Regions from separate parts of the Mus musculus genome. Here region 2 is linked to region 1. Evidence: chromatin contacts called from public promoter capture Hi-C data. All regions are on one chromosome and are shown on one strand. The core of a region is the stretch at or near the end of the contact, and the rest is flanking DNA. Distances in the headings are between cores, read along the strand shown.

Region 1 (4,453 bases), core at 1,685-4,184:
GTATATATATACCACACATTCATATTCTGTCTGTGTCTGTCTGTCTGTCTGTCTGTCTCTCTCTCACACACACGCACACACACACACACACACACACACACACACACACACACACAGAGAGAGAGAGAGAGAGAGAGAGAGAGAGCGAGCGCAGTATTTTTTTTAAAGAACTTAGAATTTAGAATTATACATTTAACTATCTTGCTAGGTATCTTAGAGAGAGAGAGAGTATAAAGTATAAAATGGTCACACTGTAATGGTGTAACTACAGGGACCCTTCCTCTGATGTTACCAGATGGGACTCTTAAGTCCAAGCTCACGTCTGATGTGTGAAGAAGTGCTCTCACAGGGAAGAAAAAAAGAGGACACTACTCAACACTATTTGGGGCTGGATCGTGGGATCAGAGTGTTAGCTCTCTGTGTCTGCCTCCCAACTACCAGCTCCTCTGATGACACACACACACACACACACACACACACACACACACACACACACAGAGATGCTCCTTCAGAAAGTGTCCTCTGGCTACCTCTGACTCTTGCACTTTTCTTTGTCTATGGAGAGGTCTAGGAGTGAGCCACCCATGTGGCCTCCATGTGCAGCTATGGGAGGTTGAGGGGGCCCAATCTGAGTCCTGCTCACTTAACAAGGATGACTATTGTTATAGAAAGGCTGCTTGGACTGGAAGTCCCTCCCTCTGCTCTCTTTCCAACCCTCCCAGTCTTCAAGTGCCTCACTCACCCGCCTGCAGAAGGAGTTCATGATGGTATACAGCTTCCGCACTCTGTCCTTCAGAGTGTCCACTTCGGCCATCTTCCAGCACTGAGGAGAAGCCACGAAGTCTCTCAGCTTGGCCAGCACACAGTAGTTCTGAGAGTGGGAACAAGAGAGGGCTATGGGAGAACAGGGAGCCAGAGGGCCAGAGACTGAGCTCATGAGTCCCCTAACATCACATTTCCCCAACCCTGGCTGCTCCCTCAAGCCAGCAGCAGAGGCAGTTCACATCCACCCTACCCCACCCACCCACCAGGCAAAGCTCTCTTACATGGATGTCCAGGTAAAGCCGGGGCAAGTACCTCACACAGGAATCCTGCGGGAAGGAAGCAAGTGAGTGGGCCACCATAGGGACAGCTTAGTCACAGTCTGCACCCTGACAGATGCCCCCAGACAGTGGCCCCAGAGCTTTGATTTTTCTTGATACTATGGCACCCACAGAACATCTTGCATTGTGACACCTTCTCTCCCAGAATTTTACATCAGAGCATAGCCTTTACAATACTGGGGAGGAGGACACCATTTCACACAAACACACATGTACAGGCATGCGCAAACATACATAGGACATTATATGGTACTGTAGATATGAGGTGTTCATATATATGAAAACTGGTTTTATAGCAGCTTTTTATATGAAAATTATATACATAAATATATTTTATATATTTATCTATGTAAAAGCTTTAAGCTATAACATAGACACAACCAAGTTTGTAAGATATAACACCTCACTATAAAGAAGTATGGTGTGTGTGTGTGTGTGTGTGTGTGTGTGTGTGTGTGTGTGTGTGTAGGACCAAAGGCCTGTATATCTAGTGCCCTTCCCTCTGTGTGACTCTGTGTGACCTGGAACTGCTGTCTTCCTTCTTTATGACTTAGTTCCTCATCTGTGAATTAGAAGGCTGAGTGTTTTGTCTTCCACTTGGTCCCACTCTATGGCTCTTAGCCTCTGATCTTACCCTCTAGCACCATATACCCCTAAGATCAGCGCTGTGTCTGTTTCATGGTAAGGATTAAGGGTACGGCTGTCTAAAGTATTGCACAAAAGAACGTAAGTTTACTGGATGGTGGGGTTAATAAGCAGCTTACAAAGCTATCAGTGCTAGGAAATCCATATTTTACCACTGATGCCACCACCGCCACCACCACCACCACCACCACCACCACCACCACCACCACCACCACCACCACCACCACCAAGGAACTCGCACAGAGTGGTTGCTGTCCTCCAATTGCTATAGCAGCGATTGCCTCTAGGTGGCAAGCTTACAAATACTATTTTTCATGGTCTTTTGTGCATTTTCCTATTGTTCTACGTCTACCCTGTTGAATCTCAAGATAGTAATGAATGCAATTTAACTTTTGAAAAGAAAATTCAAAGTGTTAAGATAATCTGAAGTCCAATACCCGAGGAACGTGGGTTGGGTCTGTTTGAAGCATGTGCAAGCAGCCGAGTGACACCTTTGAAGTTTACCCAGGCTCAGTGGAGTCCGGTGGGTTTTGCTTCTATTAGAGACAAGCTTGATGAGCACCTCGCTTCTCTCCCCTTGCAGTACCCGTCAGGAGACTCCCCTGAGTTCCTGGAGTCTTCGTCTGAGGATAGGGCTAACAGCTTTAACACTTGTCCGGTTCCCTGTGGTCAGTGGGTCTTTCAGCCCCTGTCACACCCAGGGAGATGTGATTAGCACCCCTCTTTACAGAGAAGGAAGCTGAGACAGAGGGCTGAGTAGTTGTCCCATAATTCCTCAGCAGATAAGGAGTATATCACCCCCTTAGCATACATTGTTGGTCACCAGGCTAAAGACTGAATCTAAAGAAGCTTAGTTCATTAGTTATGTGCAACTCTGAACTCCTAGACTCTGTAGTGATATGATATTTAAAAAAATTATCATCTATCTATCTATCTATCTATCTATCTATCTATCTATCTATCTTCCCAAGGCAAAAGGCAAGTGAGGAACTTACCTCAGGCTCTGAAGCCTGCAGGCTCTGGAAGTCTGCCATGATCTCACGGCTCAGGGTCAGCATCCGAGAGTAGCAGGTGGGGGGCGCGGACTGTACTGCCAGAGGCCAGGCTATCACCACCACCACCAGCAGCAGCAACAGAGGTAGTGTCTTTGGTGACATGGTGCCTGGTGCCTACTGCTGGGTCAGCTGCCCCTTTTAAATAGCTGTTGAGGGGATATCGAGGGCTCAGGCTCCCCACCTTTTTCCTGTGGGGCCCCTGCCAGGGCCAGGCATCCAAGGAGGGTGGAACTAAGGATGCGACACGCCCATAGGGTCTGGGACACTGAATTCTTTCAGAAAGAAGCTGTAATGAGGGGGCGGGTGCATAGTTGGGGGGCTGGAGGTACCTAGAAAGGAAGCAGGCATTCACTTTCCACCAGGAATTTCTGTCAAGACAGAAAGAGCAGTTGAGAGGGTCAGAGAGGAAGCAGGGAGAGATGGAAGAATGGGAGACTGGATTAGAGGCCAGGAAGGGCAGTGTTGCCCCTGGGCCAGAGAGGGAACTGCTTCCTAAGACTGGCTGATCTCCTGGAGCAGAATTCGGGGTAAAGGAGGACTAGGGTGCCCCTAATCCTTCAAGTCTGCTGGGCAGGACAATATGTAGGGTTGGGGTCCACCAGACTGCATATAGTCATGCATAGAGCAGCCACTAAACATGATGGAGACTGTTGGATGAAGCTCTGGGTCTGGAGGCGAAGCTTCCTCTGAACCTCTGGCTCTCTGCTGTGTGGCCACCACTGAGTCCCCACTGCAGGCTCCAGAGGACAGAGAGGGAAAAGCTTGTATCTTTTTAGGGCTGAAACAGTATCGAAGGGGAAAGCACTGTACTCAGATACGGAGGGGCAGACTGTGTCTATCCCCTTTCTGGCCATAGCCTTGGATCAATTTCTTTATTCATCTTCACTTCCCTTACCAAGTGCAATGGGCTGACAAGTATCCCCAGCTCAGGCCACAGTATAGAAGAGTCAGGTTGCTGCATGGGCCAGCAGAGCTTGTGCCAGGAGCATTGCCACACCAGGAGTCACCAAGACTTCTGAGCTAATGTTATGGCCTCTGCCAAAGCCTGATCCTGCCATAGGAGGCAAAGTGTTCCAAGGGGTGAGGGTGGTACTCTCAGGACCCTGATGGTTGCTTAGATACCAGCACCCATCAGGGTAACCACAGATGCAGGTGCCATGTTTCACAGTAAAGCAGCGTGGTGTGTGGTTAACTCTAGTCCCTAGACAAGTAGAGGGTCTCTGTAGAGTATGATAGCGGGTAGTGGTGCCACAACTTTAGACCCATGTCTGGATCTGCCTGGCACCAAAGCTTCCAGCTTTCAGAGACTTGGCTGAGCTGCCCATGTGGTGACCTCAGTGACAGAAACAGAGCATAGCGTCTTGGATGCAGGCAGAACTGAGGTAGCCACAAGGATGGATGAATACCTGGCCCCGTGTTTGTGGGAGAAGCCCTCCCCAGACTCGGCGCCTGTTCCCTATTTGTAAACAGGTGGCTTCACCCTGGGCAATGTCTGCCATCACTGCCAGTCCCCACAATTTGTTTATCTATTTCCTGGTGTTCAGAGCCATGGGTAGAGATCATTAGCAGCCCCTTCCTGTTTTGTAGGCAGCAGTGTGTTCCCTAAAATATTTCAGAGAGTTGACCTTGGACCTGGGGCAAGTGTGATGG
Region 2 (3,961 bases), core at 294-2,793, 360 kb before region 1:
AACAAAGCCTCATGGTCTGAAGGCAGTATTTCAACCCATACTCTTTCAATTCTGTGATTACACTGCTTATAAAATGTTCCTAGAAGCGGGCCAAGGCTAGCACGTTGCACTGGGAGGGGGGCTGTAAAGCTGAAAGGCTGGCAATGGTCTACAACCTCAGGGAAGGAGAACTTGGTGGGAGCTGATGAGGGACTTCATGGACAGCACAGTATGGTGACACCTATTCCCCTGTCCTGGCATTTCTCTGTGTATTAGCTTCCCCAGAGTGAACCCTGGCTTACCCCTCCTCCATCCCGAGAGAGGAACAGGAATTTCCCTGATGAGTGGGTACTTTAGCCAAAGGAACTGGGCATGTACCGAGTCCCAATCCCATCTCACCCTCATCCCTAGACTGGCTGCCCACAGACATCAGAGGATCCCTCTATTCCACTCTCTCCTAGCAAAGGGACCAGGTTGTGCTAGCTGGGAACACTATGATCCGTGGCACTAACCTGACTGAGTCTAGCTTAGGACCATAATATCACAAACCAGCTCACCTATAGTCTTGAGCTCTGTCCATTGTGGTTGGCTGAACTGAGTTGCCAGTCAGCTGTGTAATTCTGGGAACCCTGGAAACTTGCTATGCCCCTCCCTCTGCCATGATCAACTTCTAACTCCCCTATAATGGAACTATTCTCCCAGCAGCACTAAAATTGGAATTTCACATCACTTCAAATGTGGCAAACGTTATTTTCTTTTATCTCATCTCCAACCATTTAAACACCTGAAACTGACCTTAGCTAACAGCCTTTTTAGAAACAGGCAGTGGGCAGAACCCAGCCTGGAGTGAGACACTGAAGTTTCGAGATAAGATGGCTTTTGTAGACTCTTAACAGTTGCTAAGGGTGGCTTGAGCCAGACACCTTCCATAGCACTCATCATCTAGCTGGCCAGACACTTTCCAAGGCAATAGGAATATTAGCAAGAAGCCTTTTTATGCTTTGATGTGAATGAAACCTCAGGATTTCATTGTCTTTTTAACAAAACCAGCTTGGAACTGGACCTCTCCTCCCTTTCCCTTCTTTTTACTCATTCAAAATCTTGCATTAACAGCCAACACTTTCTCGAATTTGCAGTTACATTCAACACACCCAAGCCTCAGGACAATGCTCTTTATAGTTTTAGTTTTTTTCTGGAAAGTCAGCTTACTCTGGGCATATAAACATCCCTGCCCTTCTTGTACTAGGATGCTTTATGGGGGAGCCTGTCTTCAGTTCTTTCCTGTTGCTGTGACAAAAGCAACGCAAGAGTAAAGTCTCAGTTCAAGGTTCCATTATGAAAGGGAAGGGAAGGCAGCAAAAGCCTGACGCAGATGACCACACTGGCATCCACAATCAGAAAGCAGAGAGCAGTGAAAGCTGGCTCTCAGTTCCCGGTCCCTGCCTACAGCTAAGCTTCATGTCCCCACAGCAGTTAACCTAATCCAGATAGTTCCCCACAGCTACCCAGAGGCTTATGTCCTAGGTGATTCAGAGTCCAGTCAGCTGACAACACAATCACAGTGCTCCATGCACATCTAGGAAGCCTGGAGGGCCTCAGGAATGATCATCATGCCTGTGTGAGTGACAATGGCAGGACAACAGACTTTCATGAAAGGTCTATAAAATTGTGACTGCAGCCTCAGTTGTGAGAGCAACCTATTGAATTAGTACCTGATTCAGACAGGGGCACACCTTCAGAAATAAAATTTACACTGCCACCTAGTGATCACAGCCAGTTAACAGCAGACTTGCAAACAGTGCTTTGCATCAGGATGAAATCTCAGGGTATTTCTAAACACCAAAACGAAAGACGTTTAAAAGCATAAAATTGCTTGTTAAATTTGGGGACAGTGTTAGGGACTGCTTATATCACCTGGGACGTGAGTTTCTTTGTTGAGGAATGTATGCAAACTATTGCCATTTTGCATAGAGGACTGTTTTTTAAGTAGAGTACTGAAGTGCAGACACTTGTTTCAGAGACAGAGCCCCAGCCTGAGAAAGAGGCTCCTGGTGATGTCATGGCCAAATTCTGATGATTTAGTGAGTTCCACAGTGAAGCATACTGTGGCCAGGGCAGGTCCAAATGTCTGCACCACGGTGCGCCTGTGTGCTGATGATGACACTCCAGGCCAGAAGCCATTTTGAACGTTCTGGCCAAAAGCTTTCTTCACTTTCCAGATGGCACAGTGCCTCTTCAGCTGTGGGGTCAGTATGAGTGGAGGCTCCTCTCAGCACAGCTACTCTTTCACAGCAGGACAGACACTATTCCCAGGGGCCAGCTGGTACAGGCCCATGCAAACCAATTCCTTAGCTTCTTTTGGTCACTAGGTAACTCCTTTCCTCCTTTACACCTCAGCTCAAATGTCACCTCTCAAAGGACATTTCATAAGACCAGGGTCTTCCAAATCCCTGAACTCCATTTTTTTTTTATAGTGCCCCTCCTATTTACCTGCCTGCCTGTGTGACAAGGAGCATAATGTCTGTCTTTGGCCTTGCATGGCAGGCACTCAGTAAAAATGGGGAGAGGGAATTCAAGGACTAAAGGAGACAAAATACACATTAGTACTTAGGAGCAGAGTGTGCCTCACACATGGACAAATGAGGGCTGAGCGTGGGGAGAGAACTGACTATGAAGCGGCCCTCAAGGGTCTCTATTGGAGGCCTGGTGCCCAGCTGACTACTACTGAGTCATGAGTCAGTCCACGAGCAGCTTCGAGGAGCTATACTGGCAAGTGGCACCTGTCTGGAGGAGCATGTCAGTAGATATGCCTTTGAAGGGGTTAGCTATCCCATTTCTCTCAGTTCTTGGCTGCTGAGAGGTGTGCAACTTTGGCCCAAATCATGACTTTCCACCTTACCAGGCCTATAGTAATAAACCAAACTGACCCTGATCTGAAACCTTGAATCAAGAAACAAAACAAATTATCTCTATGGTTAAGTTGCTTTCTTGGGTATTTGTCCCAGGGATGAAAATCAGATTAACATAATATTTGTGGTACTTTTCAAATGCAAAGTAGACACAAATAAGACAAAAGAGACCAAAAAAAAAAAAAAACCATGCAAAGTTCTTTGGTGCAAGTTAAGGATAAAGAAGCAAATTTTGGAATAGTCAGAGGAAGTGAAAATACAGTTAGTCCTATGCGTTTGCAGTGCATTCTAACGGGCAGTTCCACAGACTGTACCGGAACTTAGAGCAAGACGACTGTGTCCTCACTGACAGTACACTGGCTCTGTCCTCCTATATGCTACAGCAGGAAGTATTTTTTGAGCACTGACCCCATGCTGGATGTCATCCGCCATCTAAGGTGATTCTAGTAAGCACACACAAGCATGCAAACAGTATGCCATAACCTCTATGATGGAGGATCCAGTGCCCTGGGGACAACCCCACTGTGAAGAACTGGAGGGTGTAAGACATTTTAGGAGCTAATTTAAAGCTAGATGAGATGCTATTTCATACTAATAATGGTTGTAATGAAAGACTGTCCATACCAGATATTGGTGTGGCTGTAGACCACTGGCAACTCTGTTATGGCAGGCTGTGTGAACCACCTTGCAAAACTGCTTCATAGGTGATTTTGAATATTCCAATCCATAGTCAGAACTTTTGCCCACTGAGCTGTTAGGCCCTGGGCTTGGGAGTTTGTTTTAAGGTTAAACACACATCTGCCATGTGAAGTACTTAGACATCTCTCTCCTAGCTATTTATGGACATTTATGTTTATAAGGACTTCAGAAGTGCTCAGTCACAGCAGCTCCTGGAAACATCTATTTCTTATGCAAATAGATAACAAAATTATGATAATTCAGCATAATAGAATATAAAAAAAGAAATGAGAATAAATGAGTGTTTTGTTTACTGGAAAGGTGTGCTCTGTGTTACTCCATTTACACATGGTTTGAGAGAAGCCACTGGATTTGATGATGAGCAAGTCAGAGTA

The links. Promoter capture Hi-C pulls out the DNA fragments that hold promoters and counts their contacts.
Region 2: a contact with region 1 is called in a promoter capture Hi-C map of trophoblast stem cells, with 5 times the contacts expected there. The contact joins the enhancer-like site here to the promoter of Cytl1 in region 1. A contact is called at or near these places in 9 of 39 promoter capture datasets (the 3T3-L1 cell line, cranial neural crest, embryonic stem cells and 5 more) and 3 of 484 Hi-C or Micro-C datasets (the AtT-20 cell line, the MC3T3-E1 cell line and cortical neurons).

What each region holds. Positions count from the first base shown.
Region 1 is chr5:37,734,000-37,738,452 of GRCm38.p6, reverse strand. It overlaps Cytl1 (cytokine-like 1), which reads right to left and starts at 2,934. Exons shown (of 4, transcript NM_001081106.1): 1 at 2,744-2,934; 2 at 1,047-1,091; 3 at 743-871. The coding sequence starts at 2,905.
Region 2 is chr5:38,095,438-38,099,398 of GRCm38.p6, reverse strand. The region is part of intron 2 of Stx18 (syntaxin 18); the gene reads right to left. Among named protein-coding and RNA genes, the nearest start is that of Stx18, 58 kb to the right of the region's middle. Within about 2 kb of position 1,543, at least 3 of the 459 cell types and tissues checked have an H3K27ac peak or open chromatin away from gene starts, as enhancers often do. A contact at or near this core is called in trophoblast stem cells, where this site is marked.